Linked DNA regions of Mus musculus: regions 1 and 3 are each linked to region 2. A link is a contact called in public promoter capture Hi-C data. All regions are on one chromosome and are shown on one strand. Each heading gives the region's core, a stretch centred on a gene start, on an enhancer-like site or on the middle of the called end of the contact. The rest is flanking DNA. Distances are from core to core; before and after follow the strand shown. Region 1 holds the start of Aaas (achalasia, adrenocortical insufficiency, alacrimia). Region 2 holds the start of Cers5 (ceramide synthase 5). Region 3 holds the start of Sp1 (trans-acting transcription factor 1).

The links. Promoter capture Hi-C pulls out the DNA fragments that hold promoters and counts their contacts.
Region 1: a contact with region 2 is called in a promoter capture Hi-C map of liver, with 4 times the contacts expected there. The contact joins the promoter of Aaas here to the promoter of Cers5 in region 2. A contact is called at or near these places in 4 of 39 promoter capture datasets (embryonic stem cells, hippocampal neurons, liver and 1 more).
Region 3: a contact with region 2 is called in a promoter capture Hi-C map of pre-B cells, with 4 times the contacts expected there. The contact joins the promoter of Sp1 here to the promoter of Cers5 in region 2.

What each region holds. Positions count from the first base shown.
Region 1 is chr15:102,349,430-102,352,701 of GRCm38.p6, reverse strand. It overlaps Aaas (achalasia, adrenocortical insufficiency, alacrimia), which reads left to right and starts at 1,943. Exons shown (of 16, transcript NM_153416.2): 1 at 1,943-2,206; 2 at 2,622-2,749. The coding sequence starts at 2,084. It overlaps Gm36246 (predicted gene, 36246), which reads right to left and starts at 1,875. Exons shown (of 3, transcript NR_155425.1): 1 at 1,790-1,875.
Region 2 is chr15:99,771,164-99,774,616 of GRCm38.p6, reverse strand. Cers5 (ceramide synthase 5) reads left to right here and starts at 2,102. Exons shown (of 10, transcript NM_028015.2): 1 at 2,102-2,434. The coding sequence starts at 2,238.
Region 3 is chr15:102,404,218-102,407,674 of GRCm38.p6, reverse strand. Sp1 (trans-acting transcription factor 1) reads right to left here and starts at 1,359. Exons shown (of 6, transcript NM_013672.2): 1 at 1,253-1,359. The coding sequence starts at 1,259.

The DNA of each region.
Region 1 (3,272 bases), core at 694-3,193, 2.6 Mb before region 2:
TAATTTATTGGGAAATGAAAACCAAACTAAGAGCCAGGTGATGGTGGCAGTGGTGGCACCTTTAATCCCTGTACTTGGGAGGCAGAGGAAGATGGAACTCTGAGTTTTGAGGCCAGACTGGGGTACCTATGGAGTGAATTCTAGGACAGACAGGGCTACACAGAGAATCCTTCTATTGAAAAACAAAACAAAGCAAAAAGTTATTTGGGGGCCAGAGAGATGGCTCAGTGGCTAAGAGCAGTTACTGTTCTTGCAGAGGATCCTGGTTCTGTTCCCCAAATCTACATGATGATTCAGAACCATCTGTAACTCCTGTTCCAGGGGAGTCCAGCGCCCTTTACTGGCTGCTGTGGACACTGCATGCATGTGGTGCACATAGGTGCATACAGGCAAAACACAAATTAAAAAAATATTTTTAAAAGCCCCTTATACTCCCTGTATAGTACTACAGGTGTGCATGCACCACCATGCCCAGTGACAAAAGTGCTCTCGAGGAGGAGGGTCAGGCTCAGAGTCAGTTTCAATTAAAGGCTAGGTGAGTCCATTTCTTTGGGTGTCAGGTGAGGCAGAGCATCATAGATTCAGGAGCAGGTGGAAGAGTTTGCTTATTCATAATGGCCAGGAAGCAGAGAGATAGCAATAGCAGGGAAAGGCTAATACCGTTCCTGTGAGTCTCACCATCCCACACTTCCCTCCCATTTGTCTATTCAGATTTTGAGCTCACAATTGAATTAAGTTAGAATTAAACCATCTAAACATCTCTCTGTAGTTCTAGCCCCCCCCCCAACCCCTTCAGTTTCAGAAAAGGTCTCAGGAGAGCATGGTGGTAGATCTTTAATCTCAGCACTCTTGGGAGATAGAGGTATGAATCTCTATGAATTCAAGGTCAGTCATGTCTACATAGCAAGTTCCGTGCTAGCCAGAGCAACATAGCCATACCCTGCCTCAAAATAAAGCCTAGGGCTGGAGAGATGGCTCAGCAGTTAAGAGCACTGACTGCTCTTCTAGAAGTCCTGAGTTCAATTCCCAGCAACCACATGGTGGCTCACAACCATCTGTAATGGAATCAGATACCCTCTTCTGGTGTGTCTGAAAACCATGAGAGTGTACTCATATAAATAAAACAAATCTTAAAACAAACAAACAAACAAACAACAAAGCCTAAATAAGACAAAGTCAGGGTGGTATGTATCTCAAGTTGGAAGAGAACTATGGAGTGGACATTCAGTGATCCTCCTGCCTGTACCTCCCAATGCTGGGATTACAGATCGGAGTCAACGGTATTTGGAGGCAGGGGCTTGCTACGCAGTCTACACTAACCTTTTATTCTTGTCCACATCCTGTAGGCATTACAGCCTTGGGCCAATATGCCCCACCAATGTCTGGTTTGTGTGTATTTTGGTCCAATCTGTGTCATTTTGCTACTGGTAGTTCAACGGTGCACTTTTGGGGTTATTGTAAGGATTATAGAAGCGTTTGTTAGTGATATACTCGGGAAAAGTTACTGTCCTTCCAGTGTCCGTCTCTCTCTTTCAGGACGCCTTACCCTGTGAAGTCCGTTCTGACTGTCCTCTAAAGTCTTTTTTGTTTTTTTTTTGGAGGTGGGGGGGCGGGGAAAGCTCACTGGTAGGATGACATCGTCTGTATATTCCTCAAGGATATTTACGGGGGTTGGAGAGTTTAATTAGGTACTTTCCTAAACCTGGCTTATTTTGGGCTTTTTCCGTACTAAGTAAGTGAGTGGGAGACGCTGCTGGGGATTCAGAGTTGGAAAAAACAGTAGTCTTACAGGAAACAAACCAAAACCAAACCGCGGCGCTCCTTACGCCACAGGTCGGTCCTCGGACGTGTCAGCGTCGTGCCCGCTCCGTACGCAAGGGGGCGCGCCAGGAAGTCCCGGAAGTCCGTCCCGAAACCCGACTCGGAACTTTCTTCCTTGCACTTCCGTTCAGCTTCGCGCAGTCGTTTGTCCTGTACGGCTACCCGTCCTCACACGAATCTAGCCCGGGAACTAAGATTCCGGGGAGCGCAGTCGTCACCAGCCGGGAGCCTGTCGATTCCAGACGCTCTCCGGACTGGCAAGATGTGCTCCCTGGGGTTGTTCCCCCCGCCGCCGCCTAGAGGTCAAGTCACCCTGTATGAGCACAATAACGAGCTGGTGACCGGCAACAGCTATGAGAGCCCGCCTCCCGACTTTCGGGGCCAGGTGGTCCGGGTGGGAACGCTGCGGTGGGGATGCGGAAAGTGGGAATAGAGGCGACGCGGCGGGGCTCGCTCACAAGTGATTGGGAACGGCATGACTCCCACAGGAGACTGGAGAGAACGAAATATATTTTAGGGCCTGTGTTACCCAGTTAGGCATGCCAAGGCATGTGAGGAGGTTCTAGGAGGGGTAGAGAAGATGATGGATGCCGTCCATCAGGTCTTCTCTAGTGTCAACCCTGTGAAAAACGATTGTGGTTTGCAGATGAGGACTGAAAATTTTCTGTCCCACAAGTGTTACATTTGTGGGTATGGGAAATGGGGCCGTGGAATCTCTTATGCCATAGGTTGGAGATGGCAAGGAGTTCTGTTAAGATTTGGGGAAGAGACTGACTGCCTCCCTCTCTTCTGAGGTATAGTGGATCAATCTTCCTGTCCTACACCTGACCAAGGATCCCCTAAAAGCCCCAGGGAGGCTGGACCATGGTACAAGAACTGCCTTCATCCATCACCGTGAGCAAGTGTGGAAGAGATGCATCAATGTTTGGTGAGGCATAGCAAACAGTGGCTTAAATAGGCCATGGTCTACCGAGCCTGCTTTGGGCAGCTCTTGAATGGCTGCTTATTGCAGTCTGTGTCTTCATATTACCACAAATCATATTAGGTGATCCATTTTTATTGTAAAACTCAAGGGTGTACCAGAAACCTCATTTATCCCTAATAGCTTGGCTTGATTTTACAAACCTGCTCTCAGCACCGACCTCATTTGCTTTTATCTGAAGCTCAGGAAAGTTAGGAAAAGGTTGAATTGATTCGTTAATATGTAGGACATGTAAGAATTAAAGCTGTGCTATCTTTTTTTTTTTTAACTGTACGTTTGGAAAAGTTACATAATTACTCTGTCCTAAAGCCAAACCCCTTTAAACCATGGTGACTAAATAGATACAAAGCACATAGAAGCATTTCCTGGCACATTAATCCCTTGATGTGTTTGCCATCCCCATTATTATCATTGCCATTATCTGTAAAAAGAATCCCTGGTGCCGGGCGTGGTGGCTCACGCCTTTAAT
Region 2 (3,453 bases), core at 853-3,352:
AAATCCCAGCAACCACATGGTGGCTCACAACCATCCGTAATGGGGATCTGATGCCGACAGCTACAGTGTACTTAGATACAGTAAACCAATAAATCCTAAAGCAAGCAAGCAAGCAAGCAATGCTGAGGCTGTAGCTCAGCTGCAGCGAGTGTGCTTCCCATGCGTAAGGCCAGGGTTCAATCTGCAACACCAAAACAGAAAAGTCAATTAAGTCCACTCCCATGGGTTCTGTTCAGAGCATCTCTGGTTGGGCCCAGAAAGCTCCTAACACTCTCCATATGCGGCATGGGATAAGGCTAACGTCTGAGAAGCACTCAGGTGAGGAACACTTTTGAGTGTCCTCACTGGGTGGCTCTTTCATGACTGGCCCTCACCTCACACTTTAAACATACCCTACTAGTTGTGAAGTTCCTTTATCTGTTGTCCTCAGACCGTAAGTTGAGATTACCATCACCGCTGTCCCCAGTTAGTTCCTGGCTATTAGCCTTGTAGCTAAGTTTTAACCAATGTTCAGGGCTCTCTGGCAATTGAAGGACAGTTTAGTCCTCTGAAAACTGCCTGGTCTCTGGTTTGTTTCCTTGTTTAGGTAGATTTACAAGAGTTCAAGGTTTGCTCTGACCATTTAAAGTTGAGGTGGGGGGCTGGAGAGATGGCTCAGCAGATAAGAGCCCTGACTATTCTTCCAGAGGTCATGAGTTCAAATCCCAGCAACCACATGGTGGCTCACAACTATCTGTAATGAGATCTGATCCCCTCTTCTGGGGGTGTCTGAAGATAGCTACAGTGTACTTACATATAATAAATAAATAGGCCAAAGCGATCTGGGCCCAAGCGGGCTGGAAACAATAAATAAATAAAAAAATAAAGTTGAGGTGGTTTGTAAGATAAGGAAATGAGAGTTCTGGAGTCTAAGTATTTTCTTTCTTTTTTTTTTAAGATTTATTTATTTATTATATCTAAGTATACTGTAGCTATCTTCAGACACTACAGAAGAGGGAGTCAGATCTCATTACAGATGGTTGTGAGCCACCATGTGGTTGCTGGGATTTGAACTCCAGACCTTCGGAAGAGCAGTCGGGTGCTCTTACCCACTGAGACATCTCACCAGCCCCTCTAATTATTTTCTAATTACAGCTGTTGGTCTATATGACTTTGGGCAAACTATTCTGCCTCTTTGGACTTCAGTTTATTCCTTCATAAACTGCTACATGACAGATGTCATTAAAACTAGCGGTCATTTATTTTCCTTTTGCCTTGTTGCTTTTTTTTCCCCCCATTACCTTCTGCCTCAAGAGGGGAGAGGAGGAACCTTTTGTCCTGTACTGTATGCAAACTGGTCTTAAAAGGAAGGGACAATTCTCTCCCTTTGGTCACCCAAGTGCGGAGCCGTCAGCTGTGAAACACTACCTCCCACAGACACTCAAAAGGGAATGGGGGTGGGATGGGGAGGTCTCATGAAGTTCATTTTGGCCCTGAACTTGCAGAGAACGACCCTGAGCCCCAAGTGGGATTACAGTGGAGGCTGGAATTACAGGCTTTTAATGTAAAGATATTTCAAAGCCTTGTGTTTTCTCTGAGAAAAAGTGAAGGTAACTTTTAAGGCCTAAAGCCAAGGAGGGGGGTGGAGATCAAGGAAGTGCAAAAAAGGAGAAGGAGGAGTAGGAGGAGGAGTATGAGGAGGAGGAGGAGGAGGAGGAGGAGGAGGAGGGGGAGGAGGAGGAGGAGGAGGAATCAACTAGGATGAACAGCACAGCCGGCTGGCTGGGACACCGGGACTGTAAGTGATGATCAGGAACGTATAGCCGGGCCGGGAGCCAGAAAGAACTTGAATCTGCTGGACTAGGAAGAGTGTTTCCAAAAGGGAGAAACTAGCCTGAGGTAGGGGTGTGACCATGGTGATGTCGAACCTGCTGAAAGAAACTGGGCGTGGCTCGGGCTGCAGGTGAGGGGCGTGACCAGGACAGGTGGGCGTGGCCAAGAAGAAATGGGCACGCGGGGCGAGGCCGGGACCCACATGAGGGGCCTGGGCTGCTGCGACGGAGAAGTGGGCGGGAAGGCGGGATGGGCGGGGAGGAGGCCATCCTTGCGGGAGAGGCGGGCTGGGCGGCTGGGAGGACCCAGGGACGGAAGAGGGTGGCCGTAGGCCGGGCCCCGCCTCGGGGCCGCCTCCCAGCGGGTTCCTTTTGCCTTGACTGCCTCCGAGGCTGTGGCGGCAGTGGCCGCCGGGCGCGCGTAAGATGGCGACTGCAGCAGCGGAAACCCTGGGCCTCCTGTGGGGTTGGCTGTGGAGCGAGAGCTTCTGGCTGCCTCAGAACGTGAGCTGGGCGGACCTGGAGGGCCCGGGCGACGGCTACGGCTACCCGCGCGCCCAGCACGTGCTGTCGGTGTTCCCGCTGGCAGTGTGCATCTTCTCCGTGAGGATGCTGTTTGAGCGGTGAGCGTTGCTGCGCGGGGCCGGGGATGGCGGGGGGTAGGGGCGGGACGCCTGGGCCGGAGACCGAGGGCCGGAAGCCGAGGCGGCGGGGCGGGGGAGCCGGGGAGCCCGGGCCGCGGCGGGGATGCTCGGAGCCCGGCGACGCGCCCCTGGAGCCTGCGTGCGCGCAGACCGCGCGAGTCTAGGGTGTGGGCGAGTGAGAGAGAATCGAGGGGAGTGCTGGGCCTCAGAAGTGCAGATCACAGAGTCGCATGGAGCTCTCGAAGGCTGCCTCCCAATCTCCAGGAACCCAAGAGTGAGTCGTGCTCCCGCAGTGCCCGGCGAGAGGAACGGGAAGGGCCTGGGAGAACCAGAATTAGCTGGGGTCCTGGAAGCTTGTGGGTTCAGTGCAAGCGCCAGAGCTTCCGAGCGACGTAGGTGGATGCATGAGATGTAATGTTTGCTAAAGTTACTTTACTTCTGGGGTTTGAAACAACAGGATCAGTTAGGCCCCAAGCCCTGATTTGTTAGCGCGTGAACGTGTTAGTATGACAGCAGACGTCTGGCTAGGATAGGGTGTGGTGAAGCCTGAGGCTTCCAACATTTGGGGAAGGTGTCAAGAGGAACTGCTGAACGGGCCTTGGAAGCCTGAGATGGGAGAAGTGGTCATTTTGAAGGCGATGGAGCCTGAGACTTTATTGGAAACAGCTTTGTGAACCAGCTTCTAAGGTGGTAGTATTCACAACATACTTTGCCCAGCTACATGCTCTGGGCAGAAGATCCCCCCCACCCCACCCCCACCCCGTTCTTCAAAGGGCTAGTCTTATCTGCTGCCAAAAAGACACTGTTCTTCAAGGATCTGATGCGATCTGTAATGAGGATCAATCATAGCTGTGTTTTTGATAAAGCTTACTCAAACTCCAAGGAAGTACTTTCCTCGTAGGCAGAGACGCCTTCTGTAAAAACCTTATCTAGAACAAACACGACACTGATGCCAGAATTCCTTTTCTAGTGTGGAGATGTGGTTAGACAAAATAATC
Region 3 (3,457 bases), core at 110-2,609, 2.6 Mb before region 2:
GTCAGCAATGACTGACAGAACAGTTTTTAAAAAGATCTTAGCCAGATAGGTCTAAATATGGTGGTAAGCCTAAAATCCCAGAATTTGGAAGTGGAGGCAAAAGTTCAAAGAAATCCTCAGCTACATAGTAAATTGGGATGCCAAAGCCATAGACACATAGCTTAATGGTGCCCAAGACAGGCCACTATTTTCCTATGCACAAATTAACCCCAGAAATGACTCAAAAATTGCTTTGGAAGCTAGGCATGGTGACTCACACCTATAATCCCAAGACTTGGAAGGATGAGCCAGGTGGTTCACCAGTTCTAGGTCTTCCAGGCCTACAGAGTAAGAACTGATCCCAATACAAATAGCCCTTTTGAGAAAGGGAATTTGGAATTTCAGTGTCTCAGAAATAAAGAGTTGCTCCTTAGGGTTGATAGCACTCTTAATCCCAGCACTCAAGAGGAAGAGGCACCTAGACAGCTAAAAGTCTGAGGGCTGCAATAGTAACTTCGAGTTACTACGAATACCACATAGAACCTATCTCAAAAAAGAAAAAAAAAAAAAATGCATCCTGGAAGGAAAAGGAGACCCAACATGTGGGTGGATGGAAAGTGTGCTAAAATTAGGACTATAAGAGATGAAGAAAGATCTAGTGTAAACAATAACAGGAAGGGACTGAGAAAGAGTAAATCCTAAGAGAAGGTGAGGAAACATCTGAGAGGACAGGTAAGGGTCTAGGGATTAGAACCCAGGTTTGGGGCTGAGGAGGCGGTCCAAAGAAGGAAGGGGCGGTTTCGGGGATAGAGGCGTGGCAAGGGCGGGTCGGATGGGGGAAGGGAAATTTACGGGGGTGCGGGGGAGGGCCCGGGGCAGGCTGCGACCGGAGGGCGGGCGGACCGGGGAGGCGGTTGGCCCAGGCGGGGCCTGCACTGGTCGGGCCGCCCCCGCGGCGCCAGCCCCCGACGGGAGGAGCCTCAGGCGGCCGGCCGGGTAGTGGGGGGTAAGGCCCGTCCCTCGTGGCCGGGGCGGGCAGGGGGCGGGCGAGGCCACGCTGCCCCCTCCCCCGGGGCGGGTAGCCCATCCCCCTCCTCCTCCGAGGCCCCGCCACTGCCCCTTCTCCCTCCCTTCCCTCCGCCCCGGGCGGGACCAAGGCCGCCGCCGCCGCCTCCCGCCCGCCCCCCCTCACAGCGGGGACCGCCCGGTCGGTCCTCGCGCGCGCCCCCTCACTCCCCTCCCACCCCTAGGCTCGGAGTGGACTCATCCTTACCGCTCATGGTGGCAGCTGAGGGGCGAGCTCAAGGGGGTCCTGTACGGGGGGGTTGGGGGGGGCCGGGAAAAACGCGGACGCTGACGAGGCAAGCGAACCCGGACCGGACAGGGAGGGGGGGGTAAGGAGGAGGGAGCAGCGCACCACAAGCCCGGCCTAATCCCCGCCCCTTATCTACTGCCCCGCCCAATGAGGGAGGGTGAAAGGAGGGCCTTGCAGAGGAAAGGCGGGCTGCCTACCCAATGGTAGGACTCGCTCTCTCGCTGAGGCGTGTAAGAGCAAGTTGCGTACTTGGTTTCCGCCCAGAAAGGCCGCCCTCTCAGTTTTAGCAACCAATTAGAAACTCAGGAAGTGGTGGTGGGCGGGATGAGATGACGATGGACTTGCAGAGAAACCAGTCAACCTCCAGGCGGGCTCCGTGAGCGGTAGGGATAGGAAGAGCTTAAGTAAGAAAGACAGGACAACGACCAACCAGAATCCTGGGCATGCCTGGGCAAAGTCCGTGTAGGGGGAAGAGTAAGAAATAGGCCGGAATGGGATAGGAGCAAGCTTCCTAAACCAATCAGAATTCAGGCGGGCAGTTAAGAAAGTTCTGATTGGACGATAACTGAAAAGAGCCGGAACAGGACGCGTATTGACGTGAACGAACAGCCAATTACGCGCCGAGGAGAAGGTGGAGGCTGGAACTTGGAATGGGGAGAGGAGAACAGGCTTCCTCCTCCGATACTCAAGCCAATGAGGCAGCGAAGGCAGCATGGCACCGCCTCTAGCTTTGGCCAATGGTCGTTACAGGGCCGCCCATCCTGAGGAGGGAACCGGGCTGTGCCAAAAGGAGTTGGTCGCCATGTTGGCCCTCCTCGGGAGGCTTCCTTCCCTCGTTAGGGTGTGCGCTTGAGTGGAGCCCTCCACAAGTGTCAGAGTCGAGACGCGTGAGGGCGAGAGTGTCGCGTCGCCCGAGACTGTTCGGGTTGTCCCTTCCCCGCTCCTACACAGCACCCCTCGAATGTCACCCCTGCCGGGATGGGCGGGCGGCTCCCCCTGGCCGTGGGTGGAAGCCCTGCGGCGGCGGGCGGGACGACAGCTTGGTGACGGCACGCGAAAACCCAAGTCGACTGAGCTGACCAATATGGAAGTCTTTCGGGAAGATGTAGCAAGCGCCATTTTCTTAAGCTGCCCCAGACCTGCTAAACCAACTCAGCTTTCAGAGTAACGCACGCTGGGGAACTTCGTGAAGCCAAGCTCTCATAAACTACTTCCATTTTCCCTCTTAGTAGAAAGCACGCTAACCTAGTTACTTCCTTTTGCAATCACAAAGGTTAAAGATTTTGCCTTAGGCACCTCAATCTCTGGCCTCCATTTCGCCTTCTTTCTCCTCATTTAAACTTTGTCACTGACTGGTGTCACCACGTTTAGTACTTGGAACTAATACAGTTAATCACTTAATGTGTCCTACTTTACGGGCTGGATGCTCCTGTAAAAAAAGGGAAACACTTTAAAGATAGGAACCGAGGCTCTCTGCTCCTTTGGAGATGGCCTTGGAAATGTGAAGTGACAGCTGAGATACCTGGTTGTCCCAGTTAAATAGGCATTTAGCACTGATTATGACAAACTCAATGTAAGGCATGGTAGTACACACTTTTAGGACCCAACTCTGGAGGCAGAGGCAGGAGGATCTCTTCTAAGTTTGATGCCAACCTGATCTACATACTGAGTTTCAGGACAGCTAGGGCTGTGCAGACCAACAATGTTTCAAAACAACAACGAAAATTAAGACGTTAAGAAAAATATTCACCCGGGCAATGGAAAGCAGAGGCAGGCAGATTGGATTTCTGAGTTCGAGGCCAGCCTGGTCTACAAAGTGAGCGCCAGGACAGCCAGGGCTACACAGAGAAACCCTGTCTCGAAAAACCAAAAAAAAAAAAAAAGAAAGAAAGAAAGAAAGAAAGATATTCAGCATCAGAAATATTAAGTGGAGAAAAATTAATTTGAGAAGTAACATGCCCAAGATTACAAAGCTAATAAATAATAAGTTTTGTCCTAAAAAGTCCTATATAGCCTCATATGGTGACAATTCCTGTAATTCTGTACTTGGGAGGCTGAAGCAATCAGGTTTCGGAAACATGGAGGAAAACCTGAACTACCAAAATAAAGTCCTCTATGAAATCTTTTTTTTTTTTTCTTTCCCTTTTTCTTTTTTTTTGGGGG